Linked DNA regions of Sus scrofa: all the other regions are linked to region 3. Evidence: chromatin contacts called from public Hi-C and HiChIP or PLAC-seq data. All regions are on one chromosome and are shown on one strand. The core of a region is the stretch at or near the end of the contact, and the rest is flanking DNA. Distances in the headings are between cores, read along the strand shown. Region 1 has its middle 180 kb from the start of KCNMB2. Region 2 has its middle 130 kb from the start of KCNMB2. Region 3 overlaps LOC106505748 (a long non-coding RNA gene).

Region 1 (4,773 bases), core at 738-3,237, 940 kb before region 3:
CCACAGCAGTGATAATGCCAAATCCTTGAACACTAGACCACCAGGGAACTCCTAGAGATTCATACTTTTTAATTGCAAAGGACTTCTGTCAGAAATGAGATGGCTTGGTTTGGAGTTTAATGAGAAGCTAATACCACCAAAGCAATCACTTTGCAAACTAACAAAACCTATATTTATATTTTGAAATATTTTCTTATATTTTGTTTCATTTTAGAGGATAAGGTAGATACAAACAGCAATGCTTTCTCTATGCTTAAGAATTGAATAACATATATAAAAAATAACAAAATGCATTAATTCTAGCTATGAATTGACCCTTAATATTCGCAAAGAAGGGATCTGTGTAGCCTCCTAATTACAATGAGCTGAGGAGTCTGCTATTTAGTAAAGTGAGTTAAATATGTATATATCACATCAAGCACCAAAATCATATATGTTATATCTTTTCACATATATCCTCATTGTTTAATTAACAAAAATATAAAATTTTGAAGTTTGGAAATAAATGGTATGAAATCCATTTTATAGGTCCTGAAATTATACTGTTTATGTAATCTGATGAAAGCTTATGTATCTTGACAACTAAAAAACATATAATTCTGTTTAAATTTCCTCTCATTCTCAGTACTTCTAGCCTTTAACGCTATGCTTTTGGCATAAAATTTTTATTTTGTGATTACAAACTCATTGCTTTAACTTCATGTTTCAAAGTGTGTTTTTTGGGGAAAAACTCTAGTTATAAGAGTATCCCTTTTTTCACAGTTTCTATGCCAATCTCACTTTGACATTTACTTAAAGTCATTGTTCAGGTATCAGGATCATGTTCACTGATTTTTCTGCTTTTCTTGCATTATCTGGGGAAAGGGAATATTTGGCAGAGATTTGCTGCACTCCTCTGTTCCTAGTGGAGACTAAATAGAAGAAAACTGATTCCTTTGGCTTCAGAATCTCTAGGCCTGCTTCAGATTCTTATTTAGATATAAACACTCATGGCTTTCAGAGATCCAAAGAATCTTAGATACCAAGGCACTGAGAGATTATAAAAATCTTTTCTGGATGCCACAGTCTCTACTCCAAAAATCAGAATGAAAAATTATCATCAGCACCAATGTAAACTCCCTATACTCTTGGCCCCCATGATGTGTAGCATTTTAGAGCATTTAACTTCTGTAGGAGAAAAATTTATAGTCATATCAAGGCATTTGGCTGAAATTCAGTGACAATATCCTCAAATTATGAGCCCAAGTATCAAGAAACGCACAAAAAAGAGGACATTTACTAGCTACCACATATGCTTTCACTTAATCTTCACAGCTCCACAAGGCAAATAGACATCGGGATCCTTGTTTTAGAGAGGGGGAATTGGATTCAGAGATGAGAAGCAGTTCTCTCCAATACACAAAAAAGATCACTCTGATTGGCTTTTGTTGCATGTTTGCTCATTAACTGCAGAGTCTTCAAATGTTTCTGAACCAATTCTGTTTGAGTTTTATTTCCCTAATGATCTTCACCTTTTTACGCATTTTTGAAAGATTACAGTTGTTGTTTTATTAAAGTCATTTAAAACTTAGCCATGATCTCTTCCTCCTCCTGGAGAACTTTGACAATAGAGGCAGGATCAGATGCCAAGTAATTAAAGCAGGTCAGAGCTACATCCCTTCAGCAGGTGACTATTGTCAATAACAGCAGTATGGGGGACCAATTTGTCTACTGCTTGTTTCAGCCATTTAGGAGCATTTGGCTTGATCCATAAGCAATAGACAAAAGGATCATTCAGTTTAATTGGATCTATACACTGTGCATTCTTTTTAAAACAGCATACATTGTTTGGTGTCTAATGTGAAGGGAAACAGGAAAGACTGCTGCAAAATGGAAATGCAGTAATTTGCCTCCCTTCTGAAATACTGAGAGAGAAATGAGACTGTGCCTATAACACAGTCATACTCCTTGGAAGAAAGCTGCTATATATTCTCAAACGTTCTTTTCCTGCTTAGTCACAGCTGTCATTACTGGAAATAGAACAGGATTTAAGCCTTAAGATCTAACCCTGAGTCCTGTCTCTGCCTTAAATTACTTGAGACTTTGAGCAAATTATTTAACCTTTCTCAATTTTTGTTTCTATGTCTTTGAAATTGATATTTTAATATTGACTTAATAGGGTAATTTTGAGGATTAACTGACCAAAAGCACATGAACATGAATGGTAAGCCCTAAAAGTATACAAGTAGTAGTTATTTTACATTCGAATAACACTAGAAATTTAATATTATATTAATATAGCAATATACCAATGGTTCCCAAAGTTTCACACAGAAATCTAATGCCACAGATATTCTCTGAAAAGTGAGGTTTAGGTTTTTTTGGTACATTTATTAATTCCAAAACAGTCGCTGAGCCTTGCTAGTTGCTCTTCTTGGTCAATAATGAAATACAGCTCATAATTCTGTTTTGCGAGGCTCACAGTTGTACAACATGTCTTACTATATCTCTTTGTACTCAATTCAAATTGCAGAATATGTGCGGCCTTTGCTGAATGCTTCCTGGCTAACCTTCTATCCAGTTTATTCTTTTCATTCTGCTCTCTTCAACCTCATCCTACACACGGCACATTTCTCCTCTGGGTGTACCCACACAGTGTAAGCGATAATAAAGGAAATGAAACAATCTGTTTTTTTCCCAGTCTTGGAAAAAATAAGTTAAAGGAACATGTAAAGCTATATTCTATTGATTTTTTTAAAATTCCAAACAGTCTCAATTTATTGCTCGATTCTTTTTTTTATTCTTTTATATTTTTTTAATTAAAAAAATTTTTTTTTCTTTTTTTTTAGGACCACACCGCGGCATATGGAGGTTCCCAGGCTAGGGGTCGAATCCGAGCTGTTACTGCTGGCCTACGCCACAGCAACACCAGATCCGAGTCACATTTGTGGCCTACACCACAGCTCATGGCAACTCTAGCTCCTTAACCCACTAAACAAGGCCAGGGATCGAACCCGCAACCTCATGGTTCCTAGTCGGATTTGTTTCTGCTGCACCTTGACGGGAACTCCTCGATTCTTTTTTTTTTTTTTTAATAGCATTTTCAATAATTGTCTCTGATAGCTCATAGGAGACTTTTCCAGCTTCCTTTATTTTCCCAAATACCTTCAATCTAAAGTCTTTATTTACATCATGAGTCTGAAACTTATCTATCATCTGGGTAAAGATCTTTTTCCCTTTTGAAAAACATCTGCCTGCTTCTGAAACTAACCTGGCAAGTGTTTTAGAGGTGGAAGACAAAGTGTGAAGGCTAGAAAAGATGTTTTTTTTTTTTGTTTTGTTTTGTTTGTATGATAAAACTTTTTTTTTTTTTTTTTTTTTTTAATTTTCCCACTGTACAGCAAGGGGGTCAGGTTATCCTTACACTTCTGACCTTGGGGTAATGGTCATGCTAAATTTTGAGCCTCTGTATACTAAACATTTCATGTGGTTTTATCTCAATCTTCACAACAAGCCCATAAAGTAGGTATAACAATCACTCCTTTCATATGAAAAAGGGATCCGAAGCTCAAAGAGGTTAGGTATCTTGTCCAGAGTCATGCAGTTTAGCTGGGGTTGAACCCAGGCAATTTGAGTCTAGAGCAAATACTATTGGAAGATAGTGCTAAGATTTTTCAGATGCAAGGATATCAACAGAGAAACCCACGAGTATACTTAGAGGTGGCATTAGTGAATATAGGGTTGAGAACCATTCTGGATTACATTTCCAACTCTGGCATTCAAAGCCTGCAATGGTTCTGAAAAACTACAATGGAGTAACTTACCTCTACCATAGGATTTGAGGGAAGAGTAATATGAGATACATCAGCTAGCACATAAGGGAGAATTAGTAGAGTGATTGGCCTATAATGGGCACCCTGTAAGTGTGTAGGGCAAAAAAGGGAGATTCATGTGTTTTCTTTGTCATCTAACTCTCAGGTTAGAAAGTAAGATCTTTTCTTCTTTTGGACATTTTTTGGGATCAAGCTCTAGTGCCCCTTTGGAATCATTGGGATGTTGGGAAAGAGCCTGCCCTGTAGAAGATGACAATAAGGTTGGCAATCTCCATAAAAAAAGCCACAATCACCATGATGGATTTTTCCCTTTTGCCTAAAAGATTTGATACTTGTAAAATATAGATTCTTCTGGGTTGAGTAGTAGTGGATGCTGTTGTCTGTGATTTAAATTTTAGCATCAACTGAAACTTTGGTGAGATGGCTGTATAGGGGTCAGGATCAGAATGCATTGTTTTCTGAGACCTTTGGGTGATAATATGGAAGAAAAGAAGAGAAAATGTCGATGGTAGAGGATCAAGACAAACATGTCACGCACTTTGGGTCATGCCCTGCATCCATTGTTACCTAGTCTGAGGATGCAGTGAATTATTTCAAGGTATATATGTGTGTGGGGAAGTAACAGTTGAGGTGCAAGGATATGAATTGTGTGGTATTTGATGAAGAGAAAGAAAGAAGAAGATCAGTCTGTGGTTTTACTTAAATCAAATATGCTTTAAAATTATATCTCACTTTGACATCATTTTGAGAGACCGGCTTCCTATTGCCAGGTAAACAACCTTGAGGTATACCCATGGGTAATTACTTCATATTGATAGTAATCTCTATATCCCATCAAGACCAGTAAATGACCCAATGGTAAGGAGTTCTAGAGGCACATTTAAAACCTAGTAAATATGAAAGATTGTATAGAAAAGAAACAAGATTCATGATTCAGCAAATCATGATTAGTCGCAAGTCT
Region 2 (4,527 bases), core at 1,738-4,237, 990 kb before region 3:
TCCAACTTAATGTTCATCGGCTTTCCTTATCATTCCAACAACCTCCTTTTAAATTTAACATACATATTTGTATATATTCTTTACTTATTTTATGTCTGTGTTGTATGTGTGTAATTTGCTTGTCTCTTGTTAGATTATCATCTCCTTCTAGACATAGTTTGTATCTTTGATTATCTTTGAAGCTGCCTATATGGTTTAATGTAAATGCAGGCACATGGGTCTTGTTCTGATATGTGTCCTTTCAATTTTAGTAGAATGATGCTGTATTCTAAAGACAACTAAGCTCCTTCCTGGATGTACAAATTTTATAATTATCCTTACAAAATTGACACTTTTCCTCTCATGAAGACTTAAGAGAGAGAACTTAGCCCATTCCTTCACATTAATTCATTCATCAAACGCTCCTGAGTGCATGTTCCATGTCAGGGAAGGGTCTGGACTTATTCAACAAATGTGGCAAGAATTCTATCATACATGAACAGTAGAATAAGTATTTCATAGAAAGAAAAATGCAGAGAAGGACAATCTTGCCTGGACAAGGTTGCAGGAAAGGAGACCCCAACTGTTGAGCTTTAAGTTTCGGATGCATTCATGCCTTCCTTGTCTTTTTTTTCATCTTGATCCTCTTATAAAGAAGACACCCCAGAGAAGCTCCATTTTTGTCCTCACTCTTGGTTTTCTCATGGTGAAGCTCATTAATAGTAGGACATTATGATTATTGTACATCTTAGGTGTTCCTTTAATTTTAAACTTGGCTTTTCCAAAGACTCTTCAAAGTGGTAGGATATAGAAGGAGCATTCTCTAGCCAGCAAATAAGGTAGCACTAGGAGACGGAATTCTATCTTCAGAGGATACACAGGATGATTTGTCAAGGAGGAGATAAGATGAGAATAAAGGAAGGCACTACAAGTATGAGTGTTCTCAATACCAGTGTACAGGTAGACAGGTGGTAAAGCAGAGGCTAGAGGTAAAGGAAGGGTGACGATAACTGACTTAAATATTAGGCAATATGTTTTATGAATTGTGTGGAGAGGTAAGCTTTTTGTCACATCTTCCTACATGTCAGACTTTCCTCAAGTCCTCCAAGTGCCCTACCAGTGATAGTTAGGAGTTATATCTGAAGGTAAAGCATTAAGGGATTGATACTTAAAAAACGTTAAGGGATGGTGTCTCAACATATGGAACTGCAGCTACTCATCTGGAAGGCTCTTATTGTTGGGGATGTCAGGTGGGGGATGGAGATGTGTTTTCAAATGCCCCTTTAAGTGATCCAAAGTGATGGCAGACATGCTGGTAGAGGTGTTTCACCTATATTTGCACATGTGGTTGAACTGGTTTGTTGGCTCTCCATCTGATGGCTGTGGCTCAGGGTGTGCACTAGTTAGCACAGTAGTTGCACCATTAATTTCAGATTAGGCCATTTTAAATAGAAGGAAGGAAAGGAAAGAGAGAGTGGGAGAGAGAGGGAGGGAGGAAGGGATGGGAGAAAGGGATGGAAGGTAGGAAGGAGTGGAGAAATCCTCAGTGACAGATTCAAGAGGAGATCTGGAATTTGTGTGAGGCAAATGAGACATCTTTGTCTAGAAAAGGCAAGGGCATGGGATGGCTAATTTCACCTAAGGAAAGAAACTCCATAAATATATCAAAATATGTAGAAGCAAATTTATTATAGTATCCTTTAAAACAGGAAATTATTGGAAATCACATAAATACTTGATGAAAATAATGTATTCCTACATTGTGATCTTTAATGAATGCTATTTCATTTTATTCTTTTATGTACATCTAATTTTTTCCCTTAGGATAAATTTCTAGAAAGAAAATTTCTGTCAAAGGATATACACATATTAATTGATCCAATATATTTTGCAATCTGCATGCTAGAAATGTTTTTAAACATTTAAATTAATTGTTTAAGTGATTGATATTTTTAAAATTATAATCCCACCTGCAAAATAGGAACATTTCTATTTCTTCACCTTTTGGATATTAGGTATTATCCTTTTTTTCTCCATTCTAATAGATAACTCAGATTTTATTGCCTTTATAATTTTGGTTTATTTTGTTATTAATGGGCCTAAACATTTAAAATGCATACAGGCCATTTTTATTTCTTCCTTACAAGTACTTCTTCATGTCCTAGGGCTACTTGGTGGGGGAGGGGCTATGTTTTTCTCTTTTTCATATTCATTTTAAGAGCTATTTGTATATTTACCTTAAGTATGTTGCAAATACTTTTCCTAGTGTATGTTTGCATTTAATTATTTTTCCTTTGTTGTTATGTGGGGTGTTCTAATTTTTAGATAATTGCATTTATCAGTCTTTTACTTTGGTTTCTGCTTTTGGAGTCATGCCTAGAAAGACTTTGCCTACAATGGTGTCATCATTTAAAATGAAAATGTATTTTCTCCTACTATCAGTATAGTTTAATCTCTTTATATATCTTGGTAAAATATATAATGAGAAAAAGCAGGAATCTAACTTTTTTTCCCAAAGAGTTAACCAGTTTTCCCAATACCACTTATTGGGGTACCTCTTTATCACATACTTCTAAATTTTCCCATATACTTCTATTTCAGATTAGTCTGTTCTTATACTTTGTATTGCACTGTCCAAATATTATAGTTCTAAGCTATACTTATATCTGAGAGATAATATTTTATCTTACCCCATCACCCATTTATATTTTTTCCACTGTAATGTTAAGTTATCCAATTATAGGAAGAACCTAAAATGCTAAAAAAAAAAACAAAAAACAAACAAAAAAAAACTTCAACAGATCAGTAAAAAAGATCTTAGTGTTAAAGAACTAACTCTTGTAAGGAGAAGCAGGAGTATTAAAGTTTTTTGGATTATTCCAAAAAGGATAAAGATTATCTAGAAGAGGAATCCAATTCTGATTCATCTTCAGATTCTCTATACTCTGTTGATCCAGTTAATCCTATAACAACTGCTGCTTGAACAGAGTTGGAAAGCAATTTGATAGCCTCCATAAACGGCCTTGTAATATTCAGGACCAAAATAACTACTCGCTGACCAGACATTCAATTAAAATAGGTCACATTCACATAAACGATGCATACTTGGCCATAAGATACTCAAAACATGTATCTCATGGCCAAACAGTGGTAATGAACTCTTTCTGTCTAAAAAGCAGTGTGCCTTCAGTGACCACATTGTACCTAATTTTAAGGAGCTTTAGGCCTGCACCTGGGGATACACCATTGATACCTTTATTTGTTCAGAGTGAAACTTGTGGCACAAGTAGAAGAATTAGACTTTTAAAAGACATTTCCGAGACTTAGACTCCGCTGGGAACTTAAGGAACTAAAGACACCTCCTCTACCCTTAATCCCCCAAAGTGAGCATATTTATTGCTTCCCATGCACCCACCTTTTCATAATATTATCAGTAAAAATTCCCAATATAGATAATAAAGCATAATTTTAAAGCTACAAAATGCTGATCTTATGACTTTCAATATAAAAAGAATCAATAAGATTGATTCTTCCAAAGCCACTATCACTGTTATCTCAGATTAATAGATTTAATCTAACTTTATACAAGAGCTGAAAGCCTCCCCCCTTATGATATCACTAATAAGATGGTAATTCAACTTCTATTTGAGTATTTTCAGAGTCAGGGTGCTCAAACTTTTCTAAGGCAGCCAATTCTGCTCCTTATTTTCATCACATCAAAATATTTCTCCCTGTAACTTCTTTGGTTCTGTCCTCTAGAGCCCAGTAGCACACATCTACCCTCTTTTTGACAAGTCAGCTCTTAAAATGTTTGAAGAAATCAAGTGCCTATAAGATCTCCAAACTGCCTGTTCTTATTCCTACAACTGCTCCTCCCATGATGCTATTCTCACAACCTTCCTGGTTCCCCTGCTGGTTTATCAGAACCTGGGACTCCAAACTGAATGCAAATTCTGAGTTAGATTCAATTAACATAGAGTGTAGCAAGAGGAGTCATTTAAAAAATAGGATAGATTTGTATTCTCAGTGGCCAACACAGAGCTCAACATGTGCATAGTAGGTGGTTTTTAATACTTGATTGTACAAATGAACAAGACACTTGATCCTTTTTTTTTTTCCCCAAATATCTTATTTTCTTCCCAGAAAATGAAATTCTTTTGCACGTATGTCCCTGTTCCTTGAAGTATGTAAGAAAAATCATCCTAGGGCAGGTTAAATAAAGTTTAAGCTTAAATTTTGTTTATGTAGCTTCAAGTGCTATACACGTTTTATTTAATTTTTATCTTGTTTATAGTTGTAGGACCTAAAACAGAGGTTTGGTTTGTGGCAGCTCTATAGATGTCATGAAGGAAGATTTCATGTGGAAATTTCCTGTGATATCCCAGGGTACAAACATAGGTCTTTTTGAACATGCTTATGTGAGAGGATGTGCTTCTTTGTTTGATGTCCTGGCCATTTGTTTCTCAGCTGCAGGTTGCCTTTGTTAGTGTTTCTGCTGTTGCCAGAGGCATTTCTGTTGAACCTGGCATCTGTTAGTGTACATTCTCC
Region 3 (4,291 bases), core at 421-2,920:
GCTTCTTGGTCTCCCCAGCTTAGTTCCATTGCACTAAATTTTCTCCTCTCCCTGGCCAGCATAGGCTCCTTGCTCATCAAAGGTGTCAGGCACCTAGTTCTGGAGCTTTAACAGCTGACAACCAGCTTCCTGTCCTGGAGCTTCTGCCCAAGTGGTCCTGTGACCTTTGTTCTCCCTGCTTAGGTAGAAGCTCCAGGTTAGGAAGTTAGTGGCCAGCTATCAAAGCTCAACATCTAGAATGAGATGGCTGATATCCTTATATAGTAAAGACCGCTACATGGGTCACATACGAAGAAGAGGCTTGGGCACAGGCCAGAGGAACAACAGGCAAGAAAAGAGAAGTGCTTAGATATTTGAGAGACTCCTCATCTTAACTACCAAAGGAACAAACTCTCTGGTCTGCACAGTCTTCTCTAAGGAACTAAGGGAAAGCCCCTAAGTCAACAGTGCACTGGTTGGTGATGCACCCCACTCTCCCAACCCCCTTTAGCAGCTTCTAGCTTCACAGAACAAAACCTACTGAACCACCTTGGAAGGATGGTACACTGGACCTTGTCAGCTGCCTGCACCTCAGAAATTTCCAGGGTAAAACTGGAGGTGGGGTAGGAGGGTTGTTGGGCAGGCTTGCAAAGGTGATTTTAGAAGTGCAAACCTGGTGGGGAATTTTTCCTCAGACCACCTGGAGGGAAGTGGTTACAACTGACTACAAATTCTCCTGAAATGATCAAGTACATAGAGGGAAGGTGTTACATTGTTGAGAAACATGGCTGCTTTGCTTTCTTCTGGGGAGCCCTAGAGACTTTTATATCAATCCCTGATCTCTCCCAGCCTTAGGTACAGAGGATGAGATCAGGCCAGTGAAGAAAGGCACTCCCCTTGCGATCTTCCAGGTAGCCACCAGTTTCCCACTGAGTGTATTTTTTGCAATTTAAGATAATGGGAGATTTTCAATGAGATCAGCCTTGTGTGTGTAAAAAAAAACCATATAGCCTGTTTGGCCAAACTTAAAAGGTACCATGTTGTGGAAGTTACTGAGTTTTACATATTTTAACTGAAGGGGGCGGGGTGTTTGTATTAACAGAACAAAAGTGCAGTAATCTATACAATCAGTTATTTAAAGCCATTACAAGTACCATTACAGCAGGAGAGAAGGAAGAAAATATCTAAAATATATAAAATTACTTTAAAAACTCATTCTAGAAAAGGAAATGCCAGAGGAGGAAGATAAGGAGTCTTAATTAACAAAAAAATTCATCTATTTCTCTCCTTCAAAACGAGACACTCTTCAAGGCAATTTGCTTGGAGAGCAGTTTAGCACCATAAATCTGGGATTTTTTTTATGTGTGTGTTTGCTCCGCAAGAGGCTTAAGAAAAACACAGCAACCAAACCACCCAAGCCAGCCCTGGAGGGAAAAAGAAGACCTAATCACCCGTGATGGCGATTACATAATAGAGACTCACACACAAACCCCAAGAGTCTCAAAAGAGTCAGCCTTTGGCTTCCTGTCATAAAACATGCCTTTTTTTCCTTTGGGAGGATCACTAAAAATGCTTCTTAAAGACCAAGTGGATGTCTTTGGTAGAAATAGAGGTCACTTAGTAATGATTTATAGGTGCACCCCCAGCCAAAATAAAGCATGTATTGATATCTAAAGTGCATCTGCATTTAGTGCAGCAAAAGCACATACTCTGTTTCTAATCGGTGCCCTGAAGATGCTCCCCCAGGAGGAAAAGGCCTGGCTTGGAGAGCCGCCCCTCCCGAGGCCCACAACCCGGGCCCTTCCTTAGGCAGCCAGAGTGCTCCTCTCTTAGATAATGCCAGGTACTCTGGAAAGTAGCCTTGTAATAATACACAAACCCCTGATGATGTCAGCGTGTTATTGACTTTCCAAGTCTGAATGACTGAGCAGAGAAGCGGGGGTGGGGCGCGATCCATCCGGCAGCGCGGGGACCGGCCAAGCGAAAATGAGCTCGCGGGCTGGACTGGGGGAGGGGCGGCAGCGGCTCAGCGCTCAGGCTCTCTGGCTCCGCAGCGGCGTCGGGGTCTCTGCAGCCCAGCCCCATCGTGGCTCCCAACTCTAGTTCCTTCACTATTTATGTTTGGTCAAACACCCCTCTGGCAAAAATTACTCAGGCCGCAATCCCCTGCCCCTACCCCTACCCCAAGCTTTAGTCACGTGGCCGAGCCTGATTACCAAGCGAGGAGCAGAGGGCAAGAAAGAAGATTCCTGCCCCCTCCCCCACTCTGTACTGGAGCCTTCCTCCCCCGCTGCAGTGAATTCGCAGATTCGAGGGTCGCCAGCTGCGGAGTATTTCCCTCTACCGGATACCCCCTTGGAAACTGCACCTCAGCGATGGTGACATTTTATAGGACATGTCTGGCTTCCTTTATGGCGCTGGAATTGCAGGTGTAGGGTGGTAGGTTCCCGCTTTCACCCTGCAAATTGACCAAAGGGCGGTCTGTAATCTTCAAGGCTAGGTGTGAATCGGGCAAGGTTGCCCTTAAATGGAATTGCGTTCAGAGGCTGAGATCTGGAGAGGAGCACTCCCAGCTGGGGCGTGGCCTTCCCCACTGGGCCTAGGCCTTCTTTTCTGGCCCCGCAGCTTCTGCCTGCTCTCCTTCCCCCGCATCCCCTCGCCCACCTGCCTTAGCAGGCGCAACTCTGGGACTAGGCACCCAGACCTCTACCCGCTGGCGCAGCTCCCTTCCTCCCTCTCCTAGACCTGTTGAAACCTTCCTAGACAGCCCAGGGACGACGCAGAATTTCAGCCTTAAATCCCAGGGACGGACTGATCCTCCTCGGAACTCCTGCCACCCTCTCCTCCGCCCCCTACACACAAACCCAAGGAGTTCTTTGTGGGAGCCCCCTGCGGGGCACACCGCACACTGGCTGTGCGCTGCCTGATTCCCAGTCCTGTTCTGACCCTTATTAGCTGTTTAAGTATGGACAGAGTGCTTAACCTCTCTGTATCCCTCATCTGTAAAAACGGGGTAGCTGTAATCCCTACAGTCACTGTTTTGAGGATTAAATGAAAGCTGGATTTCGTAAGGGACACCCGCCTTCAAATATTCCAGTTTTTGCCCTCAGTAGTGTTACTTGTCAGGCCAGAGTCGCTGTGATGGTTCTGAAAAAGCGGTCGGCTTAAGTGCTGGCCCTGTACCCCCTACTCACTCTCCCCGCTTTGTGGAGCCCGGTGCCTCCCTGATCTCTCTCTCCCCCGCTCCCTCTCTCCCCGTCTCCCCCTCTCCCTCTCTCTCTCTCTCCCTCTCTCCCCCTCCCTTTCTCCCCCCTCTCCTCTCGCTGGTCTCACATATCCCTGAGAAGAGCTCTCTTGCTGCCTTTACTACTGGTGCAAGTGGGGGCAGGGCAAGGAATGTGCCTCTGACCTAAACTGGATTATTCCCAGCCCTTTCCCAAATCCTCTCCTCCCCCACTTCGCCACGTGGGATTGGTCCAGAAGTGAAGAGCTGACACTTTTAGTCCAATAAGAAGTCTTAGAGAATTTTGAAACTGGAAGTGAAAAAAATTTCTCCTCAGGCCTAAAGCTGCAAGATGTTATTCAGTTAGGAACCTTCTCTATGACCGTGTTTCCCGTCAGGTGGAGGAAAGGCCAATCTGAAGAGAGAGATAGGGGTAGAGGTAGAGATAGAGAGATAGAGCCGGGCTGGGAGAACGCAGCTGAGAGGCCAAGAAAGGTCTGATGTTGGCATTGCTACCTTCCTGTGTCCCTGATACAGTCCCACTTACCCAAGGTTCCTTGGGACAGCCCAGTATTTTTTACAACGAATTTCTATTGTTCGACTTAGTTTACATTTTTATTGCTTGCAACCAAAAATATCCTAATAATACACCAGCACGGCCCTTACTGGTCTAATTTGTACAGTATCTTAGTTGAGCTCGAGACTAGCTCCCCACCTCTACCATAAACCACACTCAGGGAAAGAAATGTTTTGTCCCCACCCCCACCCCAGCCCAGTGCCTCACAACAAGCTGCTCCATAAATGCTCTTCACATTGAATTGAGCAAGGTATCAGTGGACAGTAAGTGCCTTCGCGGCTGTTGGGGGGGGGGGGGCTTCCACTGGTTCCTTTACCTATTGCTGCAATCTTCTGGAAGCCTATTTATTCTGCCCTGGTGGTAATTAGGGTTTATTCTAGTGAATAGAAAGAGAAAAGAGAAGAAACTTTATCCCCTCTAAATTGCATTTTAATAAAAATCCTGGAGAAAATGAGTGAATTGTCAGGCTTAATAATTCCCCTTGGGTTTTTATTGGAAGAGAGGCTGAAAAA

Evidence for each region. Hi-C and Micro-C count contacts between places; a contact is called where the count stands out from the background. HiChIP or PLAC-seq counts read pairs in DNA pulled down with a chosen protein or histone mark.
Region 1: a Hi-C map of skeletal muscle shows a contact between it and region 3, with 4 times the contacts expected there. The contact joins two enhancer-like sites. A contact is called at or near these places in 20 of 47 Hi-C or Micro-C datasets (adipocytes, alveolar macrophages, brain and 12 more) and 2 of 2 datasets of contacts at active chromatin or transcription factors (alveolar macrophages and skeletal muscle).
Region 2: an H3K27ac HiChIP or PLAC-seq map of skeletal muscle shows a contact between it and region 3, with 9 times the contacts expected there. The contact joins two enhancer-like sites. A contact is called at or near these places in 5 of 47 Hi-C or Micro-C datasets (embryonic fibroblasts, fetal heart ventricle, fetal skeletal muscle and 1 more) and 1 of 2 datasets of contacts at active chromatin or transcription factors (skeletal muscle).

Annotation. Positions count from the first base shown.
Region 1 is chr13:116,564,940-116,569,712 of Sscrofa11.1, reverse strand. No RefSeq gene overlaps it. Among named protein-coding and RNA genes, the nearest start is that of KCNMB2, 180 kb to the left of the region's middle. Within about 2 kb of position 1,987, at least 4 of the 83 cell types and tissues checked have an H3K27ac peak or open chromatin away from gene starts, as enhancers often do. A contact at or near this core is called in fetal skeletal muscle and skeletal muscle, where this site is marked.
Region 2 is chr13:116,613,606-116,618,132 of Sscrofa11.1, reverse strand. No RefSeq gene overlaps it. Among named protein-coding and RNA genes, the nearest start is that of KCNMB2, 130 kb to the left of the region's middle. Within about 2 kb of position 2,987, at least 2 of the 83 cell types and tissues checked have an H3K27ac peak or open chromatin away from gene starts, as enhancers often do. A contact at or near this core is called in skeletal muscle, where this site is marked.
Region 3 is chr13:115,622,135-115,626,425 of Sscrofa11.1, reverse strand. All of the region lies in intron 1 of LOC106505748 (a long non-coding RNA gene), which reads right to left. Among named protein-coding and RNA genes, the nearest start is that of TBL1XR1, 140 kb to the right of the region's middle. Within about 2 kb of position 1,670, at least 77 of the 83 cell types and tissues checked have an H3K27ac peak or open chromatin away from gene starts, as enhancers often do. A contact at or near this core is called in fetal skeletal muscle and skeletal muscle, where this site is marked.